Linked DNA regions of Arabidopsis thaliana: region 1 is linked to region 2. The links are chromatin contacts, called in public capture Hi-C maps. All regions are on one chromosome and are shown on one strand. The core of a region is the stretch at or near the end of the contact, and the rest is flanking DNA. Distances in the headings are between cores, read along the strand shown. Region 1 holds the start of SCPL43 (serine carboxypeptidase-like 43). Region 2 holds the start of AT2G12190 (Cytochrome P450 superfamily protein).

The links. Capture Hi-C pulls out chosen DNA fragments and counts their contacts.
Region 1: a contact with region 2 is called in a capture Hi-C map of seedling, with 2.5 times the contacts expected there. The contact joins the promoter of SCPL43 here to the promoter of AT2G12190 in region 2.

The regions. Positions count from the first base shown.
Region 1 is chr2:5,070,409-5,077,365 of TAIR10.1, reverse strand. It overlaps SCPL43 (serine carboxypeptidase-like 43), which reads left to right and starts at 4,710. Exons shown (of 11, transcript NM_001335381.1): 1 at 4,710-4,962; 2 at 5,136-5,385; 3 at 5,471-5,578; 4 at 5,666-5,758; 5 at 5,835-5,927; 6 at 6,063-6,148; 7 at 6,480-6,740; 8 at 6,882-6,943. The coding sequence starts at 5,139. It also overlaps the pseudogene AT2G12490.
Region 2 is chr2:4,891,732-4,898,215 of TAIR10.1, reverse strand. It overlaps AT2G12190 (Cytochrome P450 superfamily protein), which reads left to right and starts at 4,819. Exons shown (of 1, transcript NM_126878.2): 1 at 4,819-6,484. The coding sequence starts at 4,871. The coding sequence ends at 6,409. It also overlaps the pseudogene AT2G12195.

The sequences.
Region 1 (6,957 bases), core at 3,461-5,960, 180 kb before region 2:
CAATGACACTGAGATCTTTACCTTTAGTATACACCAAACTCAGATCATGTGATCCTTTTATGTACCTTAGCAGCCACTTGACTGCTTCCCAATGAACTGATCCTGGTATACTCATGAAACGACTGACTAGTCCTATTGCATAGGCTAAGTCTGGTCTAGTGCTGATCATCGCGTACATTACACTTCCAACAGCACTTGAGTATGGAGTTTTAACTGTATCTATGCACTCTGAATCGTCCTGCACAGATGCAAGTTTAAAATGATTTTGAATAACCATCTGCAACTGATCACCTTTCTGTCCTTTGGTCTGTCAACAAGTTCCCAAGTACCATTCTTTGCTAAAGAATCCATTTCTTCACCGATAGCTCCATTCCATAGCTCCCAGTTTTCATCCTTTTGAGCATCATGAAGACATTGTGGTTCTTCTTCCACATTCAGTATCTCATATGTCATTAACGCAAATGCAAATTGAGAATAGTCCTTCATTTTAACCGGAGCTACGATCTGTCTGCGAGTTCTGTCTCTTGCAAGTTGGTAATTTGTCAACCCACTTGGTTCATGTGACTGATTAACTGCAGTTTCTGCAGGTTCTTCAGAATCTTCTTCAGATTCACTTTCACTGACTTCTACCAGCTCAGTAGTTACTCCACCTTGCTTAGAACTGACTCGCTTCTTAACCAATTCTGAAATAACATCAGAATTTGATGTTGATGCTTCAGCGTCTTCTGCTACTACATCATTCACATCTTTGTTCAGGTCTTTGTAGACCATATCTTCTCGAAATATCACATTTCTACTTATCACGCATTTTCTTTCATCAAGCAGCCATATCTTGTAACCTTTTGTGCGAGCAGGGTAACCTAAGAACACTCCTTTAAATGCTCTTGGCTTCAGCTTTCCTTGATCATGATGAACATATGCGATTGATCCAAATCTCTTCAAGTGTTTGTATCCCGGCTTTCTGTTTAGCCATAGTTCTTCAGGAACATTATGATCAATGGCTGAGGCTGGAGATCTGTTAATGATGTATGCAGCAGTTGCAGCTGCTTCAGCCCAGAAACTCTCATCCAGACCTGACTCATTCAGTAAACATCTCACTTTCTTCATGATCGTCCTGTTCATTCTCTCTGCAACACCATTTTGCTGTGGTGTGTACACACACGTCCTGTGTCTTCCAATACCATGAGTCTTGCAGTACCTGTCAAACTTAGTATTGCAAAATTCCAACCCATTATATGTTCTCAAACACTTAATCTTTCTATCCACCTGATTCTCTACAAGTTCTTTCCATTCACAAAACTTATCAAAAGTTTCATCCTTAGTCCTAAGGAAATATAACCATACTTTTCTAGTCTTATCATCTATGATAGAGAGAAAGTATTGTTTACCTGATAAGGAGGGTGATACATTTGATGATCCCCAGAGGTCTGCATGAACATAGCTTAGTGCTTCCACAGCATCATGTTTTCCCACATTGAAACTCAGTCTCTTGGACTTTCCCATTACACAATGTTCGCAGAAATCCAAATCCTTGATTTCTTTACCGTTCAATAGACCCTTACCAGCAAGAAATTTCAGGTTATTTAAACTCATGTGGCCTAACCTGCTATGCCACAATGATGTTTTACTCTGTGATTCCACAGCTGCACAATTTTCAGTCATCACCGTCTCACCATCAAGAATATACAGACCGTTGACTAAGCTTCCACACAAAGCAGTAACCTGATTCTTAAAGTATCTCACTTTTCCTGCTCCACCTTCATGTTGATACCCTAACTTGTCAAGTGTCCCTATGGAGATGAGATTCCTTCTCAGGTTTGGCACATACTTGACATTGTTTAGAATCTTTATAGATCCTCCATGTGTGTTAACTCTGATGGAACCTTGGCCTTGCGATTCAACTAAGTGATCATCTCCGAGTAGTATGGTTGTAGATCCATTTTCCTGAAAATCACAGAACCAGTCTCTTCTTGACGTCATGTGTGAAGTACATCCTGAGTCCAAAACCCATAGATCTTTAACCAACTGATCATTCACACTTAGTGCTTCAGAGAAAAAAAGTTTCTCTATGATGACACCAGCTTCACCAGGACCTTCTGTTTCCATTTTCTTCTTTCTAGCAAAACAGTCTTTCTTAACGTGACCTTCTTTCTTGCAAAACCAGTAGGTTACTCTTGTTTTAGAGTTTGATCTGCTTCTTCCTCTGCCTTGACCACCCTTCTGATTGTTTTGATTGTTCTGATTGTTTCTCACTAGTGGTCTACCTCTTTCAGTAGTATACAAGACCGTTGAGGAGCTTCTTTCAAGATCTAGAGATTCATTTAGCTCTCTCTCCAACGACTTAGCAGAGGAGATTACATCCTGCAGAGACAAAGCTTTGTTCCCATACTTCAGGGTATGCTTTAACTGAGAGTATCTTGATGACAATCCATTCAAGAACAATATTGCACGAACTTCTTCACCTACCACAATCTCAAGACTGCTTAGCTCGACAACTATCTTCAAGAATTCATTCACATTCTCATTAATTGACATTGTGTCATTCATCTTGAATGAGTAAAACTTAAGCTGCACATATATTCGATTTGGTAACGATGTTTCCATATACAGCTTATTCAAGGTTTCCCACATCTCTGCAGCAGACTTGCAGTGGTCAATTTTCCTCAGAACAACATCACCAACGTGAGCGATAATCACATTCATTGCTTGTTCTGATTTCTCCATCTTTACAAGATCAGGTACTTCCTTAGTCTGTGATGACTATGATCCATCATCATCACCTTCCTCAACCTTCTTTCCTTCACTTTTCGTAAGCGGAACAACTTTCGTCAATGTGAAATCATCGATCACTCCTTTAAGCCCAGCCAAGCCGAGATGTGCTTTCATCCTTGTCTTCCATAGCGAGAAGTCTGAGTTCTCGTTAAAGACTTGAAACGAAGCCTTTAAACCTGAATTCAAGTTCGCTTTGCTCGTCATCGCCATTAAAGAACCTTAGGCTCTGATACCAATCTGTTACAATCCGATGACTCAAAGATCGATTCAACACAACTCGATTCAATCACAACACAACTCGATCAAGCTTCAATTCGCGGAACACTCAATAGATCGATCAAGAACATAATCAAACAAAGAACGAAACGAACACACAATTGTTTACCCAGTTCAGATCACCGGTGTGATGATCCTACATCTGGGGCCGGATTCAATCCAGCAATCCACTATGAATCAATATTTACTCAAGCTCAAAACCCAGAGCTCAAGATCGTGTTACAAAGGAAAAGAATTGAGATAAGAATTTTCTGTTGCAACAAACAAAGGAAGAAGAAGACTATTTATAACAGAGTCCAAGTCAAACCCTCTAATACCAAGAGAGTCTCTTCAATCTTCTACTGAACTCAAACCGATTTCTCCTTTCTCCTTAAACCAATACCAAACTGGCATTGAACCGTGATCCAACAACTAACTGATTAAACCAAGTCGACATCAGGCTAAACCAAAAGTTTGAATCACACCTTTACATCATTCTCTTTATTTTCTTTTGATTGGGAATTTAATTTTGCAAGATCTGTATTCTTTTTTTCTACAAAAAATAAATTTATACCGTTTAGGTATGTTGGTAATGGAGTTATTATATATATCTAAAAAGCCATTTGAATATGCATCATTTTTGTTTTAATAGTCGTATAGGTCATTATGTATCAATGGTCGAAATGAGCTTCTTTATATAGATGAATGAAAAGTGCTCAAGAAGTTTCGATTTTTGGCCAAAAAACTCCAAATAGTTTTCCAAATATTTGAAAATACAATATTTGATTTTTCATATTTTGATTTTTTGTATTAGTAATTGAATATTGTCTACATTCTAACATTCATGGTCAGATTTATGAATGACCAAGTATCACAATCTCAAAAAAATAGCAGAACTATGGAATAAAATATAAGATTTTTTTTTACGTAAAGGAATATTCCATAAATAATGATTTTAGATGTAGTAATTAGTTGAGAAAAGATATGTTTTTATAAAAAAAAATAGAACTAATGTCTTTATTGGGTTTAGTAATTTATACTGTCATAATTTATTTAGAAAACAAATGGTTAAATAACAAAACCATTTGATTAGCAAATATTAGTTTGTCATATCTATATAAGGTTGATATATTTACAAAATTAATCATTTAATTTCGTTTGAAATTTTTTAGTAAGAAAAACCAATTACGGAAGATCCAATTGAAGATTTCCGGATCAAAATATAAAAAACGACCCGATTAGATTAGCAATTTTGTACTTCAAAAAAGTTATGTAGATATGCACTTGTACTTTTAAGTTTCAGGAATTTTGGATTTACAAAACCAAACTAGTTATATGTAGTTGTGCATAGTTAAACACGCTCAATTTAATTCTGAGATATATATCAGTTTCTTTTGAATCAATTAGACAACGTCGACACAAAATTTAAAAAATCGACAGGAGTTCTTAAAAATAATTTTCAAATTTTCAATTGAATTCTACACAAAATCGAGAAAAAGTAACTGATTTCAACATACAAAAATTCAGAATCGTATGCAGTTGTATTCAAGTTGTACTCAAATAGATTACTAAGAGATCAGAAAATATAAGCCTGAGAAAGAAAAATATTTAATGATACTGTTACTAATCACAATATAAATTGGACTACCGTTTTACAAGGAAGGGCTTCTGAGAGTTTGCTCCTCACGTGCTTCTTGCCTAAAACGGAACTGTGTCGTTTTAGATCTAGTTCTAGTGTTAGAACACTTGAGGAAAACTTGGGAACAAAGATCACTAGATTCGTGTCTTCTTGTTGTACAAGCCTATGATAGAACCTGATTCTAGACTTATAGTGGGTTCTTGCTCATTTACGTTCTCTGCAATTCTCTGTTTCTTGTTCTGTTTTCAAGTCCTCTTCAAAGTTCTTTACAAACGAGTGCTAATCGAAAAGAGATAGTGAGTTTTATAAACTCTATACCTCACACTGAATAATTTGGATTCTGAATGTTTTTTTTGAGTCTTTGAAATTGTTCTGTTTATTGGTATAATTTCAGTGAAGTATTAAAGATTCAGTGAGATTGACGTTAACTTATAACTTGTTGTTGCTTTTGTATTTTGACATGTTTCAGAACATGGTATCGTCTCGGGCCGTTGTGATGGCCATTATGGTATTGGTCACAGTGCAGTGGTTGGTTTTTGCTGAAGGTTATCCGGAAGAAGACTTGGTGGCCAGGCTACCTGGTCAACCAAACGTCGGGTTCAGACAATTTGCTGGATATGTCGATGTGGACTCGGAAAATGGTCGTAGTCTTTTTTACTACTACGTGGAGGCTGTAAAAGAACCTGACACTAAGCCCTTAACCCTTTGGCTCAATGGAGGTCTCTGTTTCTGCATAGCCTTTAAGCTACTTCCTTAGTTATAAATGTTTGAGTTAAAAGTTTATATTTGAGGTTTGTAATGCAGGTCCAGGTTGTTCTTCAGTTGGTGGAGGAGCTTTCACTGAGTTAGGTCCATTTTATCCTACGGGCGATGGCCGTGGCCTTCGCTTGAACTCCATGTCTTGGAACAAAGGTTTGTTTTTGACAATTTTATGCAAAAAGCAGAGAACTATGTGATTCTACGTTTGTGATGCTGTTGTCTCTTATTGCGTATGTGTAGCTTCGAACTTGTTATTTGTGGAGTCACCAGCCGGAGTAGGATGGTCATACTCTAACAGAAGTTCGGATTACAACACTGGGGACAAGTCTACTGGTAAAGTATATATCCCATTTTTTCAGATTATATTAGAACACTGTTGTATCTTGACATGTTTTTTGTATTTGAACAGTCAATGATATGCTTGTGTTCTTGTTGAGATGGTTCAACAAGTTCCCAGAGTTGAAGTCTCGCGACCTCTTTCTCACTGGCGAAAGCTACGCAGGTGTGTCTTTTATTATTCTGATTCTTAGTTTATGAAATGGCTATGTGAGTAACAATGTTGGTGGTTATGTGTTTGATGATGTTACTTGTCAGTTTTACTTTTATCTAACCAATGTTTGATTTGATTCTCTCGCAGGGCATTACATACCTCAACTGGCTGATGTGATACTCAGCTACAATTCACGCTCAAGTGGGTTCAAATTTAACGTCAAAGGCATTGCAGTAAGCAAAAGAACCTTCTTCTTAAAGTTTCATCAACTCTTTTGGCTCTCTTCTGATTTTTTTTTGTGTTTTTTTTTTTGATACGAGACTATGGTTAGGTAGATTATGATTTGGGTTTTCATAATTTCCTTTAAACGTTAAAGTGTTTTATTTTATGCATTAGCGTTATGTCTAAGTTGTATGATGAATACCTATATAAGGGTTCTCAATTGATTAATAAAAAAACTAAGCTCCAACAATTAACCTAATTCTCTAAGAGAGACTTGGGTGAAAAGGAAGCTTTTGCTTTAAAACTTTTGGGCCATAATATTTTTTGTGTGTTTCTGATCAGATTGGGAATCCACTTCTGAAGCTTGACAGGGACTTTGCAGCTGCATACGAGTACTTCTGGTCACATGGGATGATCTCTGATGAAGTAAGACTCACAATCATGAACCAATGTGACTTTGCCAATCCAAAGAACATGAGCAATGCTTGTATATATGCAATCGTTGAATCCAGCGTCCTCACTGAGTATATCAACAGCTATCACATTCTCCTCGATGTATGTTACCCTTCTATTGTTCAGCAAGAGCTAAGGCTCAAGAAAATGGTTAGCACTTATCCACCTTTTTCTTTCCAACAGAAAAACATTTGTGTAAATTTGTGAAAATGGTTTTAGGTTACCAAGATTAGCATGGTAGTTGATGTTTGTATAACATATGAAAGAAGTTTCTATTTCAATCTCCCCAAGGTACAGAATGCGCTTCACGCTAACCGCACTCGCCTACCTTATGAATGGACTATGTGCAGCAAGTAAGTTGTTTGAC
Region 2 (6,484 bases), core at 3,570-6,069:
TACAGGAGACCCTTTCTCTTGGGTCGGAAAACGACACACTCATGATGTTGCCTGCTGCTTGGATCGATCCTTGGTGAATAACGAATGGTTAACTCAATTTCCCGCATCCCACATGGAATTCCTTGAGTTAATAGAATCAGATCATCGACCAGTGATCACAACAATCACGAGCGATTTTGAGCAGAAGCATAACCAGTTCTGTTTTGATGGAAGAATGGTTGAGCGTGATGGGTTCAGTGATGCTGTCAGACGTGGGTGGAACCGGAGAATCTTTCACCAGGACGACAATCTACGATCACGACTCACTGCCTGCAGAAGAGAAATATCTCAATGGAAGAGGCGATATCGATCAAATGCCCAAGAAGATATAGCCCTTCTCAAAAACAGAATTGATAGAGCTCACTCTGATGGCACAACAACTCAACACATCCGAGAGCTCAGATTGCAGCTGTCGAAGGCTTATGCTGCTGAAGAAGAATTCTAGAGACTTAAGAGCCGGAAAACATGGCTGTCAGGTGGAGACCGTAACACAAAGTATTTTTTTGCCTCTGCAAAAACACGATCTGCACGAAATAGAATGTACTCTATCTTGGACGATGCGAATGTGGAACACAGAGGCAGTTCTAATATTGGGGAAGTGGCGCAACAATTCTTCACCAAGCTCTTTCGGAGTGACTTAACGACAAATAACAATCACTACTATGTTCTAAATGGCTTCCAACAACGAGTAACCGCAGATATGAATGCAGACCTAACAAAGAAGATTACCGAAGAGGAGGTTAAAGAAGCAGTCTTTTCTATAGGCGGAACTAAAGCCCCGGGGTCTGATGGATTCACTGGTGCATTTTATCACCATTACTGGGATGACATCAAACAATCTATCATGGCTGAGGTACATGACTTTTTTGAGAATGGCATTTTTGATAAATCCATGAACCACACAAACTTGTGCCTTATACCGAAACCAGCAAGTTCTCGTCTTCTGAGTGACTACAGACCGATTGCCTTATGCAACGTGAGCTACACAATTATTTCTAAGATTCTGGTGGCCCGTCTGAAGAAGCACCTTTCAAGTATTATCTCTGAGGAACAGGCAGCTTTTATTCCAGGGCGTGTAATCACGGACAATGTCATTATTGCTCATGAGGTTATCCACGCTCTTAAAGTGAAGAAAAGATGCTCAAATTCGTATATGGCCATCAAGACAGACATCACAAAGGCATATGATCGTCTCGAATGGGATTTCCTACAAGCCGCAATGTTCAAATTCGGATTTGACGTTCGTTGGATTGAATGGATTATGACTTGTGTCAGAACTCCAACCTTTTCGGTTAATATCAATGGTGCTCCTTATGGATTCATTCAGCCGGAACGAGGCATACGCCAAGGCGATCCCCTCTCCCCTTACCTCTTTATATTATGTGCTGAGGTACTAAGTCATATGATGAAAAAGGCAGAAACTCAAGGTCTCATCAAAGGAATCAAGATAAGTAATAAAAGTCCTCAAGTAAGTCATCTACTATTCGCAGATGACTCCCTGTTTTTCTGTCAAGCCAACATGAAATCGTGTCTTGCTATCAAGGATATTCTAACACAGTATGAAAGAGCTTCGGGACAAAAGGTCAATACCAGTAAATCAGCTCTTCATTTTGGAAAAAGGGTACAAGATACGACGAAGACGGCTATACGCAGAACTCTTGACATTCATAATGACGGGGGATGTAACAAGTATCTGGGATTGCCTGAGCAATTTGGAAGAAAGAAGATTGAGTTGTTCCAGTACATAGTTGAAAAGGTCAGAGAGAAAACAAAGGGATGGAGGAATAAATTCCTTTCTCATGGAGGTAAAGAAGTCTTGCTAAAAGCTATAGCCCTTGCTATGCCGGTATATTCGATGAACTGTTACAAGCTTCCCAAACACATATGTGAGGAGATTGAACGCATCATTTCACAGTATTGGTGGTGTACTCAACCGGAAGGAAACGCAATGCATTGGGTGGCTTGGGAGCGAATGAAATTTTCAAAAGAAGAAAGAGGACTCGGATTTCGGGATATTGGCAAATTCAATGATGCACTACTCGCTAAACAAGCTTGGAGAATCCTTCATAATCCTGAATGCTTAATGGCACGTGTGTTGCGGGGGAGGTACTTTCCTAATTCAAATGTTTTAGTCGCTTCAATTGGCTCACAAAGCTCCTTCGGATGGCAATCCCTACTGAAGGGCAGAGATCTATTAAAAAAAGGAATGCGCTACATAGTAGGAGATGGAACTTCGATTCAGCCTTGGGTGGATCCATGGCTGCCACTACACCCTCCCCGACCTCCGCGCCAACTTGATCACACTCAACCACAGTTTCAAACGCTTCAGGACTTTTTCCTCCCACACAAAACTGGATGGAATGAACGATTACTACAGGAACGAGTAGCACCAGAGGATATTCCGCACACCTTGGCTTTAAAGATTAGCCAGTCACAATCAAAGGATTATTTGGGATGGCATTACACAGATACGAGGCTTTACACAGTTAAATCGGGTTATTGGCTTGCAACACACCTCCACAGTGACGAACCACGAGCACTACCCCCAACAGGAGATCCACACCTGAAAAGAAGTATCTGGAAAACGACAACGACACCGAAGATTAAACATTTCCTCTGGAGAATGCTCTCAAAGGCACTTGCTACAGGAGAAGAACTCGAGCGAAGACACATCAATCCGGATAAGTACTGCAAACGTTGCGTCACAGAGACAGAAACTACAGATCACCTATTTTTCACTTGTCCTCACGCAATGCAAATCTGGAGAGCATCAACCATTCCGATTCAAGACCTTACAGACTCACGAGTAAGCTTAGAAACAAAGATGTCTATAATCTTCGAATGGCACAAGCAAAGCTCGAACAATCAGTTACAGGCACAACTTCCCTTCTGGATTTTATGGCAAATCTGGAAGAACAGAAACAAACTAATATTCGGGAGAGAAGCAAACACGTGGGAGAAAGATCTATCAAGCGCACATCACGATGCCGAAGAATGGAGTACTCTTGGAGATACACGTCGTCTTAGGAATTTCACTCTCCTACTGCGAATGGAAGTCGACGTATTCTTCACTGGAGACGGCCTGAAGCAGGCTGGATAAAATGTAACTATGATGGAAGCTACATACAACACCTTCAAAGAACATCAGCGGCCTGGATCATTCGCAATGAGTTCGGTCACTACAAAGGAGCAGGGAAGATTCAAGGTACACAAGCTACATCCGCACTAGAAGTTGAATGCAATTCACTGGTTTCAGCAATGCAACATTTATGGGCAAAAGGACACACTAAGGTTATATTTGAAGGCGACTGCAAAATTCTGGTGGACGTGTTACAAGGGAAGACAAAAAGATTCGATATTACAAACTGGCTGCACGAAATTCAAACATGGAAACGGAGATTCTCTGAAGTTCAATTTAGGTGGATACCAAGACAAGTGAACAGATCGGCAGATACATTGTCTAAGTATCACAACCAAAATGATCAAGGATATACTTTCTTCTATTTTGTACCCCGTTGTATTTCGGACTCATTACACTTTGAGTACATCTCATCAATATAATGTCATAAGTGTTAAAAAAACAAAAAAACTATACTAACACAAATTTTGTGTAAAAATACCAGTTGACTCTATATGTCGACATTTAATGTTTTAATCGTAAATATGGTAACTGCTCTAATAAGTCTGTCATTACAAAGAAAAAAAACTGTCACCACTATAAATATTATTATAGCAAAAAAATATGCAAAAAAAACCATAATTGATTTTTGAAGTTATAGATTTTTTTTATATATTTACGGTATAGTTTTTAGGTGTAAGGTTTAGTCTTTATGATATAAAAATTAGTTTTGAATATTAAATTTAGTTTTAGATTTGTGATATTTTTGAAAAATAAAATTAATTATAGTATTTTTTGGAAAAACTCATTTTAGTGGTATTTAAAAGAATTTCTAAAAACAATTGACAAAAAAAATTCAAATCTGTCATAATATGATTTTCCAAATAAAAAAACTGTTACAGTAGTTAGTATTATTCTATTAAAAAAATTATGAAAAAAGAAAATTATAAATCAGTCACCATAAGGATTTCAAATTACAAATCTGTCGTAACATAAAAAAAATTTAAGGTCATTCCAGTAATTTATTTTATTTTTTATTAAACCTGGCATCAAACCACAGATTTATGGTAATATAAATTTATCTGTCACAACATAAAATAACTCTGTCATAACACAAAACATTATATTTTAGAAAACAAATATGCCATCAAACGATAGATATTGTGTAAAATTACAAGAATCTGTTATAACATAAAACAAGTCTATCATAACATTAAAAAAATTGGTTATCGTTAGACCTCATTCTAGTAATTAATTTTGTGACAACAAATTTGTTACAATGTGACATATTTTTTTAACAAAATTATAAATCTGCCATCACTTAATGTGAAAATAATATATAAAAGTAAAATTTCATATATCTTTCCTATATATCACATGTTATTTAAAATAAATAAATTATTACTGTATATAAATTCCAAAATTGTATTGTGTATCAAAATATTTGGAAACAAATCAGAATAGATTTTGAATTGGATCCTAAAAAATCAATCCTACTTAAGATAGTAATAATAATAATAAATACTGCCTTATTATAAAATTAAGTTATAGTTGAATAACACACTCTCTGATGATAAATTGTTTACACGTAGGTTAACTAAAAAAGTTTTGTTACACGAATTTAGCCACACACACGTGTATTATATAAACACGAATACAAAGGAAGAAGAAGCAAAGAAAAAACAGCAAAGAGAAGTAGAGAACAAACTGAAAATGGAGATATGGTTACTTATCTTGGGCTCTCTCTTCCTCTCTCTCCTTCTCAATTTACTCCTCTTTCGCCGCCGTGACTCCTCCTCTCTTCCGTTACCACCTGACCCTAACTTCTTCCCTTTCCTTGGAACCCTCCAATGGCTCCGGCAAGGCTTAGGTGGACTCAACAACTATCTCCGCTCCGTCCACCACCGTCTCGGTCCCATCATCACCCTTCGCATCACTTCCCGCCCCGCTATCTTCGTCGCCGATCGTTCTCTTGCTCACCAGGCTCTCGTTTTGAACGGTGCCGTTTTCGCTGATCGTCCACCGGCTGCTCCGATCAGTAAGATTATTTCGAGTAACCAACATAACATCAGCTCTAGTTTATATGGAGCCACGTGGCGTCTTCTTCGCCGGAATCTCACTTCTGAGATTCTTCACCCCTCGCGCGTGAGATCTTACTCTCACGCGCGGCGTTGGGTTCTTGAGATTCTTTTTGATCGATTTGGTAAAAGCAGAGGTGAAGAACCGATTGTTGTTGTTGATCATCTTCACTATGCAATGTTTGCGCTTCTTGTTCTCATGTGTTTTGGAGATAAGCTTGACGAGAAACAAATCAAACAGGTGGAATATGTTCAGAGACGACAGCTTCTTGGCTTTTCCAGATTCAATATTCTCAATCTCTGGCCTAAGTTTACTAAATTGATTTTGCGAAAGAGATGGGAAGAGTTTTTCCAGATGCGGAGAGAGCAGCATGACGTTTTGCTTCCGTTGATTCGTGCTCGGAGAAAGATTGTTGAAGAGAGAAAGAATAGATCATCAGAGGAAGAAGAAGACAACAAAGTGTATGTACAATCATACGTTGATACTCTGCTTGAGCTGGAGCTTCCAGATGAGAAGAGGAAGCTGAACGAAGATGAGATTGTTAGTTTGTGTTCGGAGTTTCTCAACGGTGGGACTGATACAACGGCCACCGCGTTGCAATGGATCATGGCGAACTTGGTGAAAAACCCGGAGATTCAGAAGAGGTTATACGAGGAGATCAAAAGCGTAGTTGGGGAAGAAGCAAAGGAAGTAGAGGAAGAAGACGCGCAAAAGATGCCGTATCTAAAGGCAGTGGTGATGGAGGGTCTCCGGAGACATCCTCCGGGACATTTTGTACTCCCGCACAGTGTAACTGAGGACACTGTGTTGGGAGGATACAAAGTCCCGAAGAAGGGAACAATTAATTTCATGGTGGCAGAGATTGGGAGGGATCCAATGGTGTGGGAGGAACCAATGGCGTTTAAGCCAGAGAGGTTTATGGGAGAAGAAGAAGCGGTGGACATAACCGGAAGCAGAGGGATAAAGATGATGCCGTTCGGGGCGGGTAGAAGGATTTGTCCAGGGATTGGGCTAGCGATGCTGCATCTTGAGTACTATGTGGCGAATATGGTGAGGGAGTTTGAGTGGAAAGAGGTCCAAGGTCATGAAGTGGACTTGACGGAGAAGTTTGAGTTTACCGTAGTCATGAAGCATTCGCTTAAGGCTCTTGCTGTTCTTAGGAGAAGTCACTAGTCGTCTACTTCTTCACCAAAGACTAGGTTATGTTTGAGGTTATGTGCATTTTGTTTGGTGAAGTCAACTATGGAA